2 separate regions of the Mus musculus genome follow, and region 1 is linked to region 2. A link is a contact called in public HiChIP or PLAC-seq data. All regions are on one chromosome and are shown on one strand. Each heading gives the region's core, a stretch centred on a gene start, on an enhancer-like site or on the middle of the called end of the contact. The rest is flanking DNA. Distances are from core to core; before and after follow the strand shown. Region 1 has its middle 12 kb from the start of Ctr9. Region 2 overlaps Gm21123 (a long non-coding RNA gene).

Region 1 (5,741 bases), core at 263-2,762, 330 kb after region 2:
TCACCCTCAGAGTGGCTAGAGAGATTGGAGGGAGGAGCAGGGTGACAGCAAAGATTTTCCGCCCTCCAAATCCAAAGGCACTGGCCTGACTCTCATCTCGGCCTCTACAAAATATTAAGATCCACTTAGAGAGCCAGTCTTCCCCAGGGTTTGAATTGTGTCACTCTCTTTAGAAGAGAGAGAGAGAGAGGCTGCCATCCATCCTGGTTTAAGCACAACTGTCTTCTCCTACATGAAGTTCCATGAACTGCACACAGTGCCTTGTGGTCACACTAAGGATCAAGAGACCAAAAGGAAAGGAGGGAAAGCAGAGGCTGGGCCTGTTCCCGGCCTTCATCAAGAGCTCCGACGGGAGCTGCTTCTCACTGAGAATCCTGGATATAAGAAACAGAAAAGCCCAATATGAACGAATTAAAGACACACGGCAATGTGGTATCAGAACCTAAAGTCGAGAGGTGGCATAGGCTGTCCCAAGGCTCCAAATACTGGGGTGGTGGAAAACCACTGCCAGCTCTGTCTGCAAGCCTCTTGTCTGCACATCTCCATCAGCGTTTTCTGACTTGGCCTTTTCTTGGGGGTAACAGAGCAGCAGCCGACAGCTTCCACAGCTACTTCCTCCCTCATTCACTCTTAGAACAGCTGCAGCCACCAAGGCGATGTAGAGGGGCTGAGGTTGTGTTGGTACCATTAGCTGAGAGTTGGTTTGATCCTAGACTTAAATCACACTGTTGCTCTCTCTGCACACGGACATGGAGGTGAGAAAGAGGAACTTGGAATGTATCCATAAAACCCACTGCAGAGCCCCACCCCCTGGTGTGTTAGACTGTGAGTTAGTATGTATGCATGATAGGTCGTGGGTAGCAGGTGTATGCCTTTGAGCACATGAGTGAATGTTACATGGATGATATGTGCACATAAGTACATGCACGTGGCTTGTGGATTTATGTTGTGGTTCACATTTATGCAAAGTGTGTGAATTGAGAAACCAAAATCAGTTTCCATGCAAGACCTTGCACTCTGGTCACTGCTGCTGTGGCCTCGATGGCCCCCAATGACCTGCTGCAAAATCCCCTTCCCCAGCAGCACCTGTGACAGGTTGGACATATAAAACAAACACTAAAACCTGCTGAAAGAGAGAGAGAGAGAGAGAGAGAGAGAGAGAGAGAGAGAGAGAGAGAGAAGGAAAACTAGTTTAGAGAACGAAAGAAAGTTATTTCCAACCATGTATGTCCTGGGACCAGCACTTTAACCCTTCCTAGCTCCCTGCCTGGCTGAAGCAAAAAGGGCCCCAAATCCCACTTGTAGTCACTACATCCAAGTGTGAGGCAGCCCCGTTGTCACATCCACCTCCACCCGTCTTCCCACCTTATTTTTCTTTTTCCCAGGGACCCACAGGAAGACACTGGCACTCAGTGCTGTATCAGCAGATCTCAACACTCTGTCTTGACTCTTGTAAGCACCAAGTTCAGCTGAGATCTAGAGAAGCCCATGCAATGGCCGGAAGTCCCTGCTTTGCATGGCCCTCTGCTGCCCCCTGCTGGACTATACAGCCTCTGGCTCCCCAGCAACTACCCATTCATCGACCCTAAAACAAGGCTCACCAACACTTCACCCACCCAACACTACTCACTATGCTGGATCCTGTGAAAAGTCACCTTTCTTTTTTTTTTTTTTTTATTACGTATTTTCCTCAATTACATTTCCAATGCTATCCCAAAAGTCCCCCACACCCTCCCCCACCCCCACTCCCCTACCCACCCATTCCCAATTTTTTGGCCCTGGCGTTCCCCTGTACTGGGGCATATAAAGTTTGCCTGTCCAATGGGCCTCTCTTTCCAGTGATGGCCGACTAGGCCATCTTTTGATACATATGCAGCTAGAGTCAAGAGCTCTGGGGTACTAGTGAAAAGTCACCTTCTTGTTCCAAGGATCCTGTCCTTGATTTGTTTCTAAAAAAACCAAAAAGGTAAAGATGGGGTAAGGCTACTTTACAGAGTCACAGTCGAGTTAAAGAGTGTAGCCATTCCTGAATCAAACTTACTGTATGCCTGCTGTTTGCTAGATACTATGTCAGAACCAAGGAAAGGAAAGAAACAAAAAAAGGAACAATCCTTGGTGCTTCTTGCCCTGAATCAACACAGCAGTGAGTCAGGCTGACAATTAAAAAAACAAACAGACCTGCAGTGGGGTGGGAGGGTAAGGGGGCACTGGACAGGGAGAGGCAAGGAGCCAGGAGAGATGAAGCCAGAAGCGCATTGGGGCCAGGCTGTCCTGTAAAAGCACAGGAGGCCACAGAAGGCTGCAAAGGAAGACTGGGAGATGGTGCCTGTCCCTCTTTCTGCCCGCCCCTGGTGGACCCCTCCAGGCTCTGGGAACCGGCATCCCTCAGGGTCTGTCTCCTGCTCTTTTCTGTCTACATTTCTTGCCCCATTGTCGTGATTCTAAACAAGATCTGTATGGTGGCTGGTGTCTCCGTGTAGACCTCTCTGCAGACTGCAGATGAAATAAACACTTTTCTGCCTACATGTGGGTTTCCTAGGCACCCGCCCTCTTTATTTTAACTTTTTGGTTAGTACACAGAGAGGAATCACACTGTGATGTGTTCATACACATTCCTTGTTTCTCTGCCCCACATACACTGCCCCCCCATGCACAAAGCCCCATTCGCTGGTCCCTTTCCTTCCCACATGGTCCCCATTCTGTGACACTATATTCCATGGTCATCTTCCCACCTTCCATCCTCTTCTCTCATGGTCTCATTTCTTCTTTCATGTCATACACACACACACCATATATACACACAAATTTTTTTCTCTAGATTTTGTTTGTATCAAGTGAAAATACATAGTACTTGTCTTTCTCTGGCTAATTTTGCTTAACACAATGGTCTCTAGTTCCATCTACTTTTCTGAAAATGTCATAATTTCATTCTTTACAACTAAACCTAATCCCACTGTGTATCCGTACATTTCCGTCTCCGTGAACCTGTTGATGGGCGTCAAGGGTGGCTTCACTACCTGGCTGTTGGGACTACAGCAGAGGAAGCCTGGATGTACAAGTGTCTCTGAGGTACAGTGAGCTTTTTAATAAAAACCCAGCCCAGCAAGGTCCCAGCGCCTTTCTCCTGTAACTCACCCCATCTCAGCAAATCCAATACTCTCTGAGATCTTAGAATGTCAATAAGCCCAAATGCGGTGTTAAGTCCTTCAGTGTTCCTTGAGCCACCGGCATTTTAAACACATGTGTTTAGGTGGCTAGGTGAACGGTTCAGAAAGGCTGTGCATGGCAAGGCGCTTCAGGAATTAGCCTCCGTTCCTTCCTGCTCTCACTCTGCACCCAGTCTTGACTTCCCTTCCTTTCTTTCTCCACTGCTCACACAAATGATCAACACCTTCCCGGGCCTGGTCCACACCAGGTGTGGCTCTCTCGGTCCTCCCACCACCCTCCACATGACAGTCAGAATGTCATTGCTATTCTTTGGGAATCTGCAGCTTGTCACACACACCACACCCCCACGCTTCAAATCTAGAGGTTTTACCAAATCTGGCCCACATTGCTAGAGAGATGGCTCAGCTACTAAGAGCACTTGTGGCTCTTACTGTGGATCTGAGTTTGGATGACAGCATCCACACAACAACTCACAATCATCTGTAACTCCAGTCTCAAGGAATGCAACTTTCTTCTAACCTTCCTGGACATAAGGCACATGCATGATACACAAACATACATGCAGGCAAAATACTCATGCACATAAAACAAAATAAATAGTCTAAAAATGCATTTTAATCTAGCCTTCTTTCCAAAACATCTCATCCTTTTTTCCCTGTTTCCCATGCTCATGACACGGGTCCTTCATAGTCCCTTCAAACAGGAACTGGAATTGTCTCCTGCCTTCTCTTCAGGCATGCCACTTCTTTACCCAGGACACTCCTGTCTGCTCTTTATGAAGCTGACTGTGTCTTATTCACCTAGCTAACAAGACCTCCCCTGTCTCCTCTATACCAACTGTCTTCCCATACCAAGATGGACTTTGAAGTTCCAACCAATAAACAGGTTACAGGAAGAAAGTACTAAAGCCAAAGAAAAATCAGCACTCAACCCAAATAGCAGGTGTACTGTACAGGGAAAGTGTCAAAACAGGGCTAAGGAGGGGTGGGGTGCCATCGCCAAAGCCCAGCCCAGCCCTGAGTAGCCTCCACTGTTCAGAACCTAGAGACGAGGCAGCTGCCTGCCACCTTTGAGGTTACATGAGTTCTTGTCTCACTCATTACCTCCCACAGTCACTCCAGATGAAAGAATGTTCAGATGGAGACACTAACTCATAAAGTCACTTAAAATGCAAATTATTTTATTACCAATCCAAGAAAAATAAAGGCTCTTCTGAGATGACTATAAAACCCAGGGGCCTTAAAGAGAGACACCAATAAATTTGCACAAATAGCAATATTATTTGGGTCTAAAAAGAGAAGTTCACTCAAAAGACTAACTTCCAAACCAGAGAAAAATATATCTTAGAACAAACTTGTCAAAAGAGTTCTTTCCTTAAATAAACAGAACTGATATAAATGAGTTTTTTTTTAAAGAAGCCAATAGAAAGCCATGCCAAGTATAGAAATATTTATAGAGAAATAAATGGAGAAGACCCTGAACATATGGGAAGATGTTCTCCTACGGTATAATTAAAGAAATTAACATGGTGTGTTTCCAGTTAGCAAACTGGGAAAACAAAAGACCAAAAGCCTCTGTGGTGCCAACAGGAAGTGCCTGATCTTCCTGAAGGGCACAGGCAGAGTAAGGGCATGCGTACTTTTTCTCCTTCCTGGGGATCGAACCCAGGGACCTGTGCATACCACGTGGCATGCTCTGCCACTGAGCTACATCCACAAGCTGGATGCATCAAATTGCAGTTTCATTTTAGAATCTATATCAAAATTTAAAAGGTTTATGTCCATTCGTCTAGAAAACAATCTCAGTATGTTTTATTATACTTGCATATACATACATGTATAATATATATAATGTATAAAGGATAATATGTAGATATTATCCTTATGTATATAGAGGGTTCTTCTTGACAGAATTTTTATGAAAGCAAAATCCAAAGTATATATCAAAGTACACAAATTAGGGCCTGGAAGAATGGCTCAGCTGGTAAGTGCACTTGCCTGACAACTATGAGGACCATAGTTCAGATCCCAGCACTCACAGAACAACCCAGTGTGGCCCTGCCAATGCCTGTGACCCCAGCACTGAGAAAGGCAGAGGCAAGAGAATCGTGGAGGTGCTCTGGTTGCCAGCCTAGCCGAAAGAGAAAAACTGGCCACTGAGTTGATAACTGGTCGTCATACCTTCATGGCAATGCCTCCATGACACTTCCTGGACTGACCATTCAGAGAGCTATGCAATGCCTGGATACAGAACTGACCATTCAGAGAGCTATGCAATGCCTGGATACAGAAGCAGAGGATCCCTTTTCGATCAGACCTGTCCTGTGGTTCCTCTCTGGCCATCCACCCTTTTTGATTGCTTTTCAGCTGTGATCAGCCTGTCATCCGGTGCTGCTCTGAGTCTTTGAGTTTCTCGCTCAAGTTAATAAACCTGGAGGACTGCATCACTGGAACCCCAGTTCATACCTAAAGTTGGAAGTGCTGGTTTACAACTTAGAGCATGAGATCTGCCTCAGAGAGAGGTGACAGCCTCTAGGTAATGAGTCTTAATCTGTGGGCTGTGGCTCTATCTCC
Region 2 (5,518 bases), core at 2,739-5,238:
TCTGTTGAGGGACATCTGGGTTCTTTCCAGCTTCTGGCTATTATAAATAAGGCTGCTATGAACATAGTGGAGCATGTGGAACTTCTGGGTATATGCCCAGGAGAGATATTGCTGGATCTTCCAGTAGTATTATGCCCAATTTTCTGAGGAACCTCCAGACTGACTTCCAGAGTGATTGTACAAGCTACATGCAATGTTTTTTAAATAACATAGAACTTATTTGGATATGTGGTGCTAGTGACAATATAATATCTTTGTCAAAGTGCTATTTTACCAAATGATGTGTTGAATAATTTCATAGTTCTTTTTATGTTTATTTAGTCACATATTAGGTTACTGATTAACATATTTGTCAAGTACTCTTGCCAGTGTTGTCATTTAATAATGTTTATTATTAGTATTTTAAATATTTTAAAAATTTGTTTGTTTATTTATTTATTTTGGAGCCGGGTTTCATGTAGCCCAGGCTGGCCTTGGACTTTGTAGCTGAGGGTGGTCTTAATTCCTGATCCTTCTGTGTCTACCTACTCAGTGTTGGGATTACAAGCATGTACCACCATGCTTAGTTTATAGTTGGCTTCTTTTTGATAGAGGGACTTTCTGTGTTGTCTAGGCTCACTTCAAACTTGTGATTTTCCTGCCTCAGCTCCCTGAGTGCTGGAATTACAGGTGTGCATGTCAGCTACAATAGTTCTGAACGAAATCATTTCTGTCTGGCAAAGCAAAGGGGATCTCATCTTTTAAAAAAGCATTGCTGTAGCAGGCAGTGGCGGTGCATGTCTTTACTTTAATCCTAGCACTTGAGAGGAAGAGAGGCAGATCTGTGTGCATTCAAGGCCAACCTGGTCTACAGAGTAAGTTCCATGACAGCTAAAGGCTACACAGAAAAACCCTGTCTTGGGTGGGGCGGGCATTGCTGTAGATCTTATTTCCTAAAATAAAATCAAATGTATTTGTTAATAGGTAATATACTCATTTGGGTGAAAGCTCAAATAATAGATTAGAGTATCACAAATACAGTAAATATTACTATACTAAGTTCTTGTATATTTATCCATAGAGATTTTGTGTATAAATGAGTGTTGCACAGGCTAACCTTGAACCTCTGCATTTAAATGATTCTCTTGCTTCAGCTTCCCAAAAAACTGGGAATACAGGAGCATGCCACCATACCCAGGCGCACAATTTTCTTTACTGAAGTTTATATCGCTGGTACCCACTCCCTTTCAGCATACAAACCTTCCCTCCGTATCCTTCTTCACAGATGCATGGTGTACCACTGAATGGAGATCGCTTACTGACGGTTGTTTAGGTCATCTCTACTTTTTTAAAATGTAGGAACAGTAGATAGAAATAGCATTGTACATACACGACATATAAAACATGGATCCAAGGTTATCGGTAGGATAATATTGTGCATGTTGCGTACATTCATTACATAATTTACTATCTAAAAGAGAAATTAATAGATTAAAAAGGTGCATATTTATGATTTTTAAAGTATTGCCACAGTTTCCATTGGCTGTACAAATACACAATACTGTGGAGTAACAAGGAATGTGTATCTACAGTTCTTTAGTCCCAAAAGCAGATCTAAGACCCTTGGAAATGTACTAGAAGCATTTTTGTTCTAACAAAAATGACTGTTTGGGGGAATTCCTGGAGGAGGGCTGGCCACCAGAAAGACCCAGCCATTCTCTGCTCTAACTCCTCACTTCCCAGGGAGAGAAGAGGAGCTGGAGGCAGACTGAAAGATTGATCAGGCTTCTGTGAGGAGGTCCCCACAAACACCCATCAGGTATGGGCATGGCTGTGTGGGTATGTGACTGTGCCCACAGGTTGAGAGGTGGCACACGCCAGCTTGGTAGAGACCAATACCCTTGAGCCCTGCTCCATGCTGATACCCCTCCAAGCACTCCTCTCTCCCTGTCTCTGTTGTCATATCTGTCATTATATATAAACTAGTAAATCTATTGCTTTGAGTTTTTTGAGCCATTGTAATAAATTATTGAAAACAAGTGGAGAATTGTGGGTATTCCCAAGCCATAGCTGATGGACAGAGAGGTGCGGGTAAGCTGTTTGCTCTTAACCTGTGGGGTCTGCATGAACTCTGTTCAGCAACTTTCAGAATTGAGCTAAATGGTGACTCACTCAGCTAGGGTCTGCAAAGGATTAGAGGAATATAAGAGAGACAGCTGGCTTTTCCTCTAAGATACCATTAGTAGTGTCCGAGATACCCACATCTTCACCATGGTCTCAAACTTGTTGATTGTTAACATTTTATCCTGTTGTTTTAATTCATGTTTATTCTATTCTTAGTGAGTTTTAACGATCTCCTTAATGAGTATTTTGTTTCTAGGAGTTACATTGGGATTTTAATATACAGCATTGATAACTAAAATTTGACTGACAATTTTGTTTCCTTAATATGTCATGTTTAAAAAAAATACATCTTATTTATTTTGTGTTTTCTTTTATTGTGTTGGCCTTAATTTCCAGAGCAATATTAAGGAATAACGCCAAAACTAATATCCTTTTGAGTTACTGATTTTAATGAATAAACTATAATGTTTCTTTTATTTCTTTCTCATTGTATTTTAATTTTAAATAAGATACTACCACTCTTTATTATGCCAAGAGATACTGGGATATCTAAAACAAACAAACAAACAAACAAACAAACAAACAGAAATGGATGTGGGTTTTTAGCTAACATTTTTCAGATAGTGAATCTGATGGCTTGAATACTGATGATTGGTATAAACCTGTATGTGTATGTGTGCAGTCATGTGTGTGCATGTGTGTGTGAATACACATGAAGGCCAGAGGCCAGCCTTCAGTGTCATTCCTTAAGCACCATCCACATTGTAATATTTTTTGTATTGTTATTATATTATGTATACGAGTGTTTTGCCTACATGTATTCCTCTGTACCGTGTGTGTGCCTGGTGTCTGAGAGGCCAGAAGAGGGCATCAGATCTCCTGGCACTTGAGTTAGAAATTGTTGTGAGCTGCCATGTGGGTACTGGGAATCATAACTGGGTCCTGTGGAAGAATAGCCAGTACTTTTAACTGCTGAGCCGTCTCTCCAGCCCCCATCTTGGTTTTTGACACGGGTCTCTCCCTGAGAGCTAGAGCTTGCCAATTAGGCTAAGCTAGCTGGTTATGGGTTCAGGGATCTGTTTGCATCTACTGTCCTCTCCCTCCGTATGCTTAAATCAATCTGCTCTTTTGCATAGTTGTTGGAGTTCCAACTCTGCTCCTCAAATTTGTGAAGCAAGAACTTACCAGCTGAGCCATCCAGCATCTCCTCCCTCTTTTGACATAAGATCTCATGGATCCCAGGCTGGCCTTGAACTTTCTATGTAGTAGAAGATGCTCTTGAACTTGTGATCATCCTGCCTCCACCTCTCAAGTGTTGGCCTGTGCTACCATGTTGGGTGCACGCAATGGTGGGGATCAAACCCAGGGCTTTGTGCATGGTAGGCGACCACTGCATCAACTGAACCACACCCCCAGCCCAAGCTGTTTAATTTTAGTCACCAGAGGAAGCCCCAACGTCACTACCGTGGCTGCTTCTTTTCCACATGTTTTATTGACCTTGTAAGTGTTGTTTTTTTTCTCCCTGTGTTGCTTCCTGTGTGTGCGCTATTCCTGACAGGTCTTGTTATCAGAGTTTTGATGAGCTCATAAAATAAATGGAATAGCTCTTATTTTTTTTTTTTCTTTATTTCCTTCCCATTAAATTCCTCTCTGCTCTCCTGAACTAGAGAAGCTGGACGAGTGCAGACACGCTCCAGGACCTTCAGTTGGTTCCTGGCTTCCTTCTTGCCTCTCACAGTGTTGTCTCTGGCATTTATGCCTCCCCTTGGGTCTGGATTCGCTGCCTGCTCTCTGGCATCTTTGCTTCAACCTGAACTGTCCTCTGAGTGAACCCAGGGGAGGGGATTTCCTTGCAGATGGAGGCTCTCCCCCAAGCCCCGCCCACTTCCTGCAGGAGTTCTCCCAGCTGGGCTTCCGCCTCTGGCTCTCTGCAGCCCTGGCCTGCCCCCTGGCCACCGTGTGTGTCCTGGTCGTGGCTTCTCATAAGCTACAAACAGGACCCACTTCCCTAGGTTCGCCGTTCAGGGATGTATTGAAGAGTCAAGAAGTTCCTGAGAGCAGCCGATTTGAAGGAATTGTTGCAAGGATGCACTGGGCTTGTTCCGGCTGTTTCCATGGCTGCTTCCGAAGAGAAAGATCACAGGGTAGACTCAAAGCAGGACTCCACCTACAAGGGAAATAGGAATTGGATGTCTACCCGCAGAGTTTGAGGGTCTGGTGTAGCCTGACTGTGCAGTTCTGCAATTCTTTTTCTTGCTTTTTGAAACAATTTGTATTATCCAGCATTTCTGTCCAGCTCTCAGTGAACAAAACCGGATGCTGAGGCCTGAGCCACGCACTTTGGTTCCTTTCGTTGGCACTCTAGGAAACTTTCCTTGCCATCTCTCTTGATGCCATCTAAAGCTAAGGCCACAGCATCTACAGTCTGACTGATTCGGAGTCTGAATCCTTCACGTGTCACTAATTGTGTGACTTTGGTCACACTGACTTGGAGGATGGAAAATGAAAGATCAGGGTTAGATGGTCCTGGTTCCCCTGATAGACAATGGATGTTTACTAGTCTGTGAGCGAGCACATAGAGGCCTTATGCCTGGACAATAACAAAATATGCTCTAACCACAGCAGCTAGGACATATGAGAACATGAACAAAACTGCACGCTCCTATGGAGTCTACAGCAAGACAAGATTGTGTTACAAGGCACATGTCACAACCACCCCCAGGTCCCTTGGGGAAGGCCTTCTGGGGAGATGGATGCTTTGGCCTGGATAAAAGAGACTGGGCCAAGTAGTGTGTGTAAGTACTTGAGATTCCTAGGAGTTGAGCATCTACTCAAAAGGGAGAGAATTGGAGTCAGCAGGTCTTCAGGCTGATGTGAGCTTGGCTTAACTGGGCCTACTAAGAACCAGGGTCAGTGGTCAGGGTAGGCCTAGAGGTTATAGCCCATCTCTGTGAAGTGGGTTGGGGGCTGCCTTTAAGGATCCCGGGGGACTGGGTGGTTCTCTGGAAGATGAAATTGGTGGAGCATGTGACCTCAAGTCCATGAACTCCTCAAGTCACCCTCACCATGGAGAGGTGAGGGTGGGGTGTTGGGTAAAGAGTGAGAAGAAGTAAAGGAGACCCCCAAACTTGAGGCAGAGTACTCAGGCGATCTTTAGTCTTTAGGCTGGCATGAGGAGGCTGTAGAGAATGACCAGGGAGAGGGAGTAACTGGCAACGTTTTCAGGAATTATTAATGAATTAGCACAGCCTTGCAGAAGTCTCCTCCTGCCCAGGATTTAAATCGCAAGCTCCACCCCTCCTTTGCCTCTCTGCAGTTTTGCTCTCTTAGGCTGAAGAGTCATGAGTCTTGTTTGCCAACTATTTCCAGCTTTCTCCTCTTCCAGGCACGTGACAGGATTGCTCTTCTTGGCTCC

Evidence for each region. HiChIP or PLAC-seq counts read pairs in DNA pulled down with a chosen protein or histone mark.
Region 1: an H3K4me3 HiChIP or PLAC-seq map of bone marrow-derived macrophages shows a contact between it and region 2, with 4 times the contacts expected there. The contact joins two enhancer-like sites. A contact is called at or near these places in 1 of 39 promoter capture datasets (liver), 1 of 15 datasets of contacts at CTCF or cohesin (large pre-B cells), 3 of 115 datasets of contacts at active chromatin or transcription factors (bone marrow-derived macrophages, embryonic forebrain and embryonic stem cells) and 1 of 9 other capture datasets (embryonic stem cells).

Annotation. Positions count from the first base shown.
Region 1 is chr7:111,013,604-111,019,344 of GRCm38.p6, forward strand. No RefSeq gene overlaps it. Among named protein-coding and RNA genes, the nearest start is that of Ctr9, 12 kb to the right of the region's middle. Within about 2 kb of position 1,513, at least 50 of the 459 cell types and tissues checked have an H3K27ac peak or open chromatin away from gene starts, as enhancers often do.
Region 2 is chr7:110,685,528-110,691,045 of GRCm38.p6, forward strand. Gm21123 (a long non-coding RNA gene) reads right to left here. Exons shown (of 4, transcript XR_140838.1): 4 at 4,636-5,518. Among named protein-coding and RNA genes, the nearest start is that of Gm21123, 11 kb to the right of the region's middle. Within about 2 kb of position 3,989, at least 136 of the 459 cell types and tissues checked have an H3K27ac peak or open chromatin away from gene starts, as enhancers often do.